Regions from separate parts of the Gossypium hirsutum genome. Here all the other regions are linked to region 1. Evidence: chromatin contacts called from public Hi-C data. All regions are on one chromosome and are shown on one strand. Each heading gives the region's core, a stretch centred on a gene start, on an enhancer-like site or on the middle of the called end of the contact. The rest is flanking DNA. Distances are from core to core; before and after follow the strand shown.

Region 1 (3,182 bases), core at 501-3,000:
AATGATCATAAATGGGGGTAATTTAATTCATATTCTTGCCGATTCTTCATTTTTCTTAATATATATATATATATCAGACATTTGATACATATCTTGATATGAATGTAGATAAACAAGTTTAATGCTTCCAAATAAACAAAAGCAAACTAGAAAATTTAAATTAAACATGCACATGTCCAACATGTATTTATAAACGAATTTTAATGATATAAAATTCTCTAATATAATAAAAACTACATTTATGGTATATTTTACTAGCATAAAAATATAATTACTATCTTAATAATTATATTCTATTGTAATTAAAAAATTGTAATTAGACAGTTATACAATTTATTTTGTAAAATATTAATTACTATAAACGTATTAGTATGATAAAAAAATTCTAAATGGGTAACAAAAATTAAAATTGAATTACCATATGTAATATGTTAGTCCAAGAAAATAGCTGATAATATTATTAATAATAAAAGTAACAATAAAAATAAATATCATATGTAGTTTGATCTAATTGCTTTAGCATTGCATATTGGTTGGGTTATTCACTCTTTAACATTCAACGTATAGTCCTTATTACATCTAAATATGAATTTGCATCATTAAGATTATCAAGATTTTTTTCTTCCATATAATACTCTTCAAAGTTTGAATAATTTCAATTTCACCTATAAATAAAGTTATAAAGTATATAACATGCTGGTATGATCCAATCTTTTTCTTTTCTTTTTTTTTAATGTTATGCTAAGGTGGTGCTATTAATATAGGCAACCTTTTTTTAGAATAATAAATGTCTTCTTAACCATATTTTGGAAGCTTTCAATGTCTCAAATTAAAGAGTTTCACAAGTTGTCTCTAGTACTTATGTTTGGCTCCATTCTCTCAAATGGTATCGTACCACATGATATGGTGCAAGAAAATATTTTTGCATTTCCATAGGTAGCATCTACCACATTATATTTGGGTTCCCAGCGCAAACAAACTATAGTTTTAATTATATAAACTCAATTTGAAAAAAAGACTTATGCTAGGCTATACCCTTTCTATAATAAGTACTTCAGTTAAAATAATATAATTTTTATAATATATAACCTTTTTAAAGAAATGTTTTATAAAATATCCAATAACTTTCAAACATCTCTTATAAATAAGATAATTTTTGTCATAACTTTAGGAAGTTATTTTTTTATAAATAAATAATGCAAAAAATTATAACATTTGTTATAAATATTTTCTATACTATATAGCATGGACACGTACAATGGTGGGCCTAATAAAAATTTTAAAAATTTTAAGAGTTTAATGAGATTTTTTTTAAAAAACAATTGAGGTCTAATTGAAAATTTTGTGAGATTAATAAGAATTTTCATAAATTTGAGGAAGCTTAATTAAAATTTTCTAAAAATTTCAAGGAAAAAAAAACCAATTTTTCTTAAAATTTTGAGGGCCAAGGCCTTCTAGAGGATCTGCCCCTAGATGCGTAAATAAGTTTTGCCCATACTTTATGATTATAACTTTTTATAAGTAAGTAGATTATAACATTTTTATAACATTAAATTTATTTTTATAATATAATTTTTTATTATAACTTTCAAAATTACATATAAATTATTTTTTATAACATAATTTTTTAAGATTTATAATATAGTCGTAGAAACTTTTGGCCATACCCATACCAAACACTCCTACTTATTTATCATTATAATATAATTTTTTATAACTTATATAAAAATAATTTTTGAAGTTAAATCATGGAGTATTCAATCTTCTATTTGAATGTTGATTTTCAAGGTTGTCTTGAAAAGGGCAATTTCTAAGGTCCACTAAACCATGATAAACCGGTCGAATATGAAGCCCAAACCCAATCTCGACCGTCTGGTCAAGAACAACCCTAAAACCCTAATTTCCCTTTCCCATTTCTCATCCTACTATATAACCCTACTGTAACCCTAATCTCCATTTTAACCGAGCATAAACGCATCGTCTTGGCCTTTTGTTACTAATACTACCAACCCAAAATGGCAGTGAAGCCCTCCAAAGCCGACAAGAAAATCGCCTACGATGCTAAATTATGTCAACTCTTAGACGAGTACACCCAGATCTTAATTGCGGCAGCCGACAATGTGGGTTCGAATCAGCTCCAGGACATTCGCAAAGGTCTTCGAGGTGACTCAGTTGTTCTCATGGGTAAAAATACAATGATGAAAAGGTCCGTCCGTATGCACGCTGAGAAAACCGGAAACCAGGCTTTCCTTAACCTTATCCCCTTGCTTCAGGTTCTTTAAACTTCTAATATTTATTAATATATATTATTTTGTATATTGGGCTCATTATTATTTTGTGTATAGAGCAATGAAGTGATTGTTTTATGGGTTTTTTAAATCAGGGAAATGTTGGTTTGATTTTTACCAAGGGTGATTTGAAGGAAGTCAGTGAGGAAGTTGCCAAGTACAAGGTTTGTTATTACATCTTTCATATGAATTAAAATTGAAATATTTGATATTAGAATTGTTTCTGTCATTCTTTTTTTGTCAATGTTGCAATGTAATAAATGGAAAATCGAATTAAGAACATGTGAACTTGATATTTCATATTCTGTTGAAGTTATTGTTATGTTGTTGAAAGTAGGTATTTATCTTTCACATTGATTTAATAATATTTTAGCTTTTTGATAGCTGAGAAATTCCATTCTCAGTATTTGGGCTCGATTGTAAGAAGTTAAGTTGAATGTATGCTTTTGGGGATTCATTCTTTGCTTTCAACTCACTTGCTAACGTATTGTGATTGTTTGCGGCAATCCATTTTCTTAAATTAAGCAATGGATTTGATACCAGTCCAATTGTGGAGTTCTATCTGGTTTTCTTTTGGTTCTGGATTTAGAATGGGGACACCATTTGCTTCTGGTTCATTTGCTAGTATATTATAATAGTTTACTTGAACCCCCATACTTGAATTAACCAATACATTCGATGGAAATCTCTTTGTGGAGTCCAATTGTGTGTCCTTTTGGTTCTAGATTTGAAACTCATATGTTGTATTTTGAATCAGACTATCATGAATTTTTTCTTGGTTCTGTAAAGTTCCAAGTTAATTTAATGTAGTTGTTTATTGCTAAATAGTGTGTTATTGGATCTGGCTTCAAAAGTTGAGAGATTCATTGTTTGCTGCTGGTTCATTTCCTAGTA
Region 2 (3,182 bases), core at 357-2,856, 250 kb before region 1:
CAATATAAAAGGAATATAACTCATTGATCTCGTAGCAGAATCTTAAGTCATATATGATGTTCAAGCTCAATGCAATACCATAACCATAGCCCACAAATACTTAAACTTAACCAAACTGGGTAAATAATTCAACAAGTTAAGATGCATACTTTCAACAGGCTCCTCAGGGCCGAAGTGTAAACTTACTTTGTTTCCATTGTCAACATCACGAAACTCTACCTGTAGTTTTAGGGGGGGAACAATTATTTTAGTTAATTTTCTGTTATTGTAGCTCACTAAAGAATATGAGCAATTAGGAATATTGTGAAAAGTGAACAATACATATTTATCAAATTTCTATTACAGACTTTTGCACTTATTTACAGTGAGAATTCTGCAACTCTAAAATAATTAAACAACACATAAAAAAGCAAAAAAATTAGAAAATGAAAAAAGTTAACATTTCTTACTCCAAACGTAACAAAATGAAATCGAATTCCATTTTGCTTTTGCATTCAAACAGACGCAAGTAGCATCCATAATACTCAGAATTGATTGAGCAAATGTAATACTTAACCCTTCTATGAGAGATCAGATAAAAAGCTCAGTAGAAAGCACAAATTTAAAGAAAAAGCCGGAGATAGGAATAATAAGAGGAAAATGAGAAAAGAAGTAAGCATGGCAAGCGAAGCAGTAAAGGTCAGAGCTTTTAGCTGCAAGGGAGTTTAGGTGGAATTGGCAATGGTGTAGCCATGGGATCTTGATTGGTTAGGGTAATCGATGGAATGTGACCTCAATAAGAAAGCTGACGGTGGTAGGAGAGTGGTGTGAAGGAAGAAAAACAAGAAGAATGACAGAAAGAGCAGAACAAATAGCTTAACTTTGTTCACATTTTACAACCCAAGCTACGCAAACAAATAAGCAAAAAGTTGGTAAAAAAATGGCAGCATAGCCTCATTTGAACTCGACGCCGATAGCGGCAGTTGGAGACGACGGTGGCGACTGGTGAACTTCAAGGCAGCAGATACAATAGTAGCTAGAAAGGGGTAACACCATAGCACAGCCACTTAAATCATGAAACAAAAATTAAGAAACAAAAATTTAGCATGAAACATTTACAAAATTCACACAAACAAACTAAGAACATTTTAAAATAATTTGCTGAAGCTTTTGATTCATTAAAACCCAAAATAATTCAGCTACCAAATCAAACTCTAGAAACCCCCCCCAAAAAAAAGAACACAAAAATTATGAGGATCTAATGAAGAAACCGAGAAGGATCAGAGTGAGACCGAAAAAGAACTTTAACTAACAAAATCATAGGAAAAAAAAAGAATCAAAGGCGATCACTTACCGTAAATAAGGAGGTTCAACGGAAGGAAGATGAAGATGGTGAATGAAGCTTGATTTTTCGTCGATTAAGGATCCAATTTCTATAGGGTTTACTTTGGGAAAAATGTTTATGAAGAAATTGTCGGAAGTGTAAAAGTGAAAACGACGAAGATGAAGATGAGAGACAGGATATTTTGGTCCAAAATAGGGAAAAATGTTATTACTCGTTCCTTTGAATAGCTAATCAGACCCCAAGCCCCTGAATTGCTATTACGGGCCGTAGTATCATGGAAGCTGATTCCATTCAGCGTGTAATAGCCATTACAGGCAACCAAATGTTGGTTTGGTGGTGGGCCCATTGAATTGGGCTATAATTTATTCCTATTACACCCAACCAAACATTGCCTTATTATCGTTAAGAAAACCAGCTAAATACCCAGTTCTTTTAAGCCTATGATTTAAGCCCATTAAATATAAAAAATCACTTTCTTTTCCACATTTAGATTCCAACAAGAATTAGAAGAATTTTCCTATTCTTCGCTTGAAGAAAGGATAAATTAAAAAAAAGTATATGAAACAAGCTAATAACTGAGGGTAAATTCACCTACTTTCCTATCAAGTCATATCAAACTGTGTCTAGTAGGAGGCATTATCAAAAATGTAACGAGAAAGATTTTCTTCAACAACTAAAAACAGTTAGTTTATTTACTGTATAAACTCAAATCATTTTTTTATTTTATTTGCTATATAAATTAGTTTTTTTTTCATTTAAATCACATTCTAATAGTTGTATCAATTCACTTAATTCATCCATTCTTTCAATTCTCTAAATTTTTTAGTTATCAAATTTTCATTCAATTTTTCTCAAAATCTTGTTGTTTTAATTTTATACTTTGTAATTTCTTTTTTTAATTGATTTTTATAATGAAAATTATGCTTATTCGTTTTGAGGACAATCACATTTTTTGTGTCCTATTGTAAATGGTAAGAAAATTTATTAAAATTTTTAATTTTAATTAAGTTCATTATTAAGTTGTTAATATTATTAATTTTATAATTTTTTTATGTTTATATAATCAGGCCAAAAATCAAATTTTAGAGACGTACATACACAATTTAATTGTGAGGGCACCACGTGTTAGTGAATAACACTTGCAAGAGGTGAGATTCTTGCACATGTCTCGTATGGTAGAGGGGACTAAACAAGATCCCACATTTATTCGTGCTTTGATGGAAAGATGGAGACCTGAGACATACACATTCTATCTTTCGTGCAGTGAGTGTACTATTACACTCAAGGACGTAGCTTTACAATTCAGTTTATCGGTGGATGGACCAATCATTACAGCGGCAATGTCATTGGCGATTGGAGTGCAATTTGCAAGCAACTATTAGGGAAGATACTATGGTTGGAAGAAAATTTCAATTATATCGACAACTTCGTGATTACCATTAAAAGAGAATAATATGCCCCGGGCATTCATCCTAAGGTCAATCAGGGGTTTTCTAATGTTTGATAAATCTCAAAATCTAGTACATTTAAGGTAGATACTACAACTCGTCGACTTGAAAGAAGCAGGACAACTTAGTTGGAGATAAATTATATTGGCCACATTGTACTGAGAGATGTATCGGGCGACGCAACCAAAAAAAAATTAAAATCGGTGGTTGCATACTCCTTCTAAGGACATGAGCATGGTATCAACTATCATTTTTATGTTCCCAAGTAAACACCCCTTATTCTTTCCCACTCGTAATAAGGTAAAATACATTTGATAAGATAGTTATCATAATACTTTTTCATTATTATATTTTTGAAATAATATATTATTTTAATAGGTGGAACAATAAGATGAGTTATGTGAGTATAG
Region 3 (3,182 bases), core at 375-2,874, 140 kb after region 1:
AATAACAAAAGAAAAAGAAAAAGAAAAAGAAATAAAACATAAAACAAAATAAAATCTAAACAATTTAAAAGAAAATAAAAAATATAAAAAAATCTAATACTATTTTAATAAAAAACTTAGCAGAATAAAAATAGAAATAATAATATTATAATAAAACAAATATAATAAATAAAATAACAAAAAAAGAGAGGGCGGGTGCGTACCCACGATGGTGTTGGGGGAAGGAAAAAAAATTGAAAACCCCCTAGTATTAAAAGAGGGAACATGGCCGTATGGCCAAACTATGGTCATATGGCTAGGCCATGTAGCTTATTAGAAAATTTTAAAAATTTGCTTTAGTGTCTAGACGGCCTTTGCATGACTGTGTGACTAGGCTATGTGTCATACACGACCGTGTGGCCATGCTGTGTGGTATCACTCAGACTGTGTGTTGTTGTTGTTCGCTTCTCCCATGCTTGTGTACATGGGCATCTGGGTCACATGATCGTGTCTTTAGGCCGTGTGCCTCCACTAAGACCGTGAGGGTCAAAAAATAATTTTGAAAAATTAGCTCCAACATTCACACTACCTATGACACGCTCGTGTGTGACACACGAGCGTGCGGATCACCCCAGACCATGTGGACAACTTTTTGATATATTTCACTATGATCACTTTTCACTGTCTTGGCTTTTATTTGTTCTATGCTTTTATCACACTCGCTTTGCTTTTAACCTTCACAATGCTTTTGTTCGCTGATTCATTTTTAATTTAAAACACATACTTGTAAAGATTTTATACTTATTATACCGTGCCTTTTCAATAACTATGGATTTAATTACTGATTATTCAAATTTAAACAACCTATTATTCAACAAATATATATACCTACTCGTATATACCTATGTCATTTGGTACATTTAACTCCTTTTTCTTTTTTACAATTTAACAAATTAAAAAAACTAGTCTAAATGCAAATAACCTAAAATTGTTTATTTTCAAGCTAAATTTACAGTTTAATCAAACAACCCATGGACATGCTCTTAACCAATCACTTGTATTTCTATAAGCGCAAGCACAGACACAACATAAAGAAAAAATTCAACTAAAAATATTACAAAAATTTAACAGAAATACCAATGAAACATTTAAAAATTAAAAACTCTATATCACCCCACACTTTATTTAACACATTGTCCCTAATGTTCTCCAATAATAATGAAGAAACAAAATTACCCATTTTAACATGTCAGTGTCGCGAATGTTGTTGGATCATTTCGTACTTTTCGGTTTAGCTCTAAAAAACTTTGTGCCATAAAAACTATGAGTTCCTACACATAATTTTTTTTTACAATTAAAAAAAAATCTAATTAAGCTTGAAAATAGAAATTATGCTAAATTTTTTAAAATAAAATAAAAATCTAACTAACAGTATGAATTTTTTTTTTGTAAAAAGAAAAGAAGTTATAAATTGAAAAATTCCCTCATAAGTCTACAATAGTGTCGTTATCAAACTTTTCTGAGCTCACACCATTCTCGTCCAAGACGAACCTCGTCTCTTTCCTTCTTGATGTGGATGGTCCTTCTTATGCGAGCTGGAAGGTGTCGGGTATGTCGCAGACGGGGATCCCTCTTTCTTGTGGTCTAGATCGTGCACTACCACTTTGTGGCGTTATCGAAGGATCTACATCCGTTGGGCTGGTGCAGAAATAGGGCCATTGGAAGTTGTTTACGCTTGATTGCTCAGCAAAACGGGCCATCCACCTTGTTTGGTACTCGACATGGGTCAATATCTACATGAGAATTTCCTTATTCATCGGGTTTGCTGGATTGGGGCTCTTCCATTGGTTTCGGGAGCCCATGGTCTCTGGTGTACTCCCGATGTGCAGCTACTTGTTCATTCTTCCTTTCCATTCGAATTGTATGTTGATTATAAAACCACTCAATAATAATATCGTTTAGAACACCCTTTGGTGGGCAAGTCGATTCCTCGGGATCTATCACAACACCGACCCTCCTACACATCTCTATGATTATATGTGGATACGAAAGTCCTTGTGTGTGCCCTCTGGCACATTTTTTGCATTTTGTAATGGATCTGATCCCCCAAATTTATCTTTCAACTCTGGAAAATCTCATACAAGAAAAGAGCATGATCATGGGTCTGTGACATGCTGAGCAGGAAAAAAAATTGCAATAATAAAGTACATACACATTTTAGCCTTAGAGGTCATGATGGATCGTTGGAATTGTAAGAGTTCTCTGGTCACTGCTTTACAAGTCTAGATGCCTTTACCTTCAGTTAACGAGTTTATAATTTCGTCATAATCCACCTCATTTTCTTGTAAATTTTCATAAAATTCTGGGATATAGTGAGGTGTTTTATAAATCACCTTGATTGCAGTAGGAGAGGCTTCTACGAAAATGCCTCTCATGAAGACTTTATTGTCTTACGCCTCAGGGAAACTCACGTAGAATTCCTACATAATTGATATAACTAACGATTTTAGAGGTATTCGACAAAATTGGAACCACCATAAGCGATCGTCCTTGGTTATGATCGGATTGTGAAATAATTGCATGGAAAAATTGAATCCATGCTCAGGTATTAGCAATTTATCCAAAAAATTATCGACTTGGGTCACAACGTCATTGAAGACAAATCGTCTCCATGGTTCATCAAGAGCATTGCACTTCTTGATTTTTTGAGACATTGGACTTTTACGAGGGGCCATACTAACCAATTATACAATTCCAATAATCAATGGGAACAATAGAATTGGTGCAAAAAGTCCAAATTCTCTAATCTACTATTCGAAATTCAACTTAAATATATAAGACTAGAGGAAGGTGTGATATCACTGGGCTTTTTTTAAAGTTGAAACTTTCGCGTCATAGTGTGTCCTCATAGGTCACCGTGTTTGTCTTTGTTGGAGAAGTTTGCTTCCTTTTGAAAGGGAGAGTGTAGTTTATGAAACAAAAATCTTAAAGCATACTTAACCAAAGAGGAAAAATTGATGTTAAGGAAAAGAAAATTAGGAAAGCTATGGGTGTTTGAATGTTTGGAGGAGTGGAGAACGATGGAGGAAAGGAGAGAATATTGTTTGGGGCAGTCGGGCTAGGGATTGTTGTGACGAGGCCCTTTTATATTCGTCGCCACGTCCTGATATAGAGTTGTGGCTCGTCACAACGTCGCCTGCTTG

What was found. Hi-C and Micro-C count contacts between places; a contact is called where the count stands out from the background.
Region 2: a contact with region 1 is called in a Hi-C map of leaf, with 2.5 times the contacts expected there. The contact joins the promoter of LOC107941173 here to the promoter of LOC107960342 in region 1. A contact is called at or near these places in 17 of 34 Hi-C or Micro-C datasets (anther, callus, fibers and 4 more).
Region 3: a contact with region 1 is called in a Hi-C map of leaf, with 2.9 times the contacts expected there. The contact joins the enhancer-like site here to the promoter of LOC107960342 in region 1. A contact is called at or near these places in 11 of 34 Hi-C or Micro-C datasets (anther, callus, fibers and 3 more).

The regions. Positions count from the first base shown.
Region 1 is chrA05:78,317,986-78,321,167 of Gossypium_hirsutum_v2.1, reverse strand. It overlaps LOC107960342 (60S acidic ribosomal protein P0), which reads left to right and starts at 1,750. Exons shown (of 5, transcript XM_016896677.2): 1 at 1,750-2,273; 2 at 2,384-2,452. The coding sequence starts at 2,016.
Region 2 is chrA05:78,565,022-78,568,203 of Gossypium_hirsutum_v2.1, reverse strand. LOC107941173 (auxin transporter-like protein 2) reads right to left here and starts at 1,606. Exons shown (of 11, transcript XM_016874728.2): 1 at 1,334-1,606.
Region 3 is chrA05:78,175,378-78,178,559 of Gossypium_hirsutum_v2.1, reverse strand. No RefSeq gene overlaps it. Among protein-coding and RNA genes, the nearest start is that of LOC121229885, 7.0 kb to the left of the region's middle. Within about 2 kb of position 1,624, at least 7 of the 9 cell types and tissues checked have an H3K27ac peak or open chromatin away from gene starts, as enhancers often do. A contact at or near this core is called in fibers, hypocotyl and leaf, where this site is marked.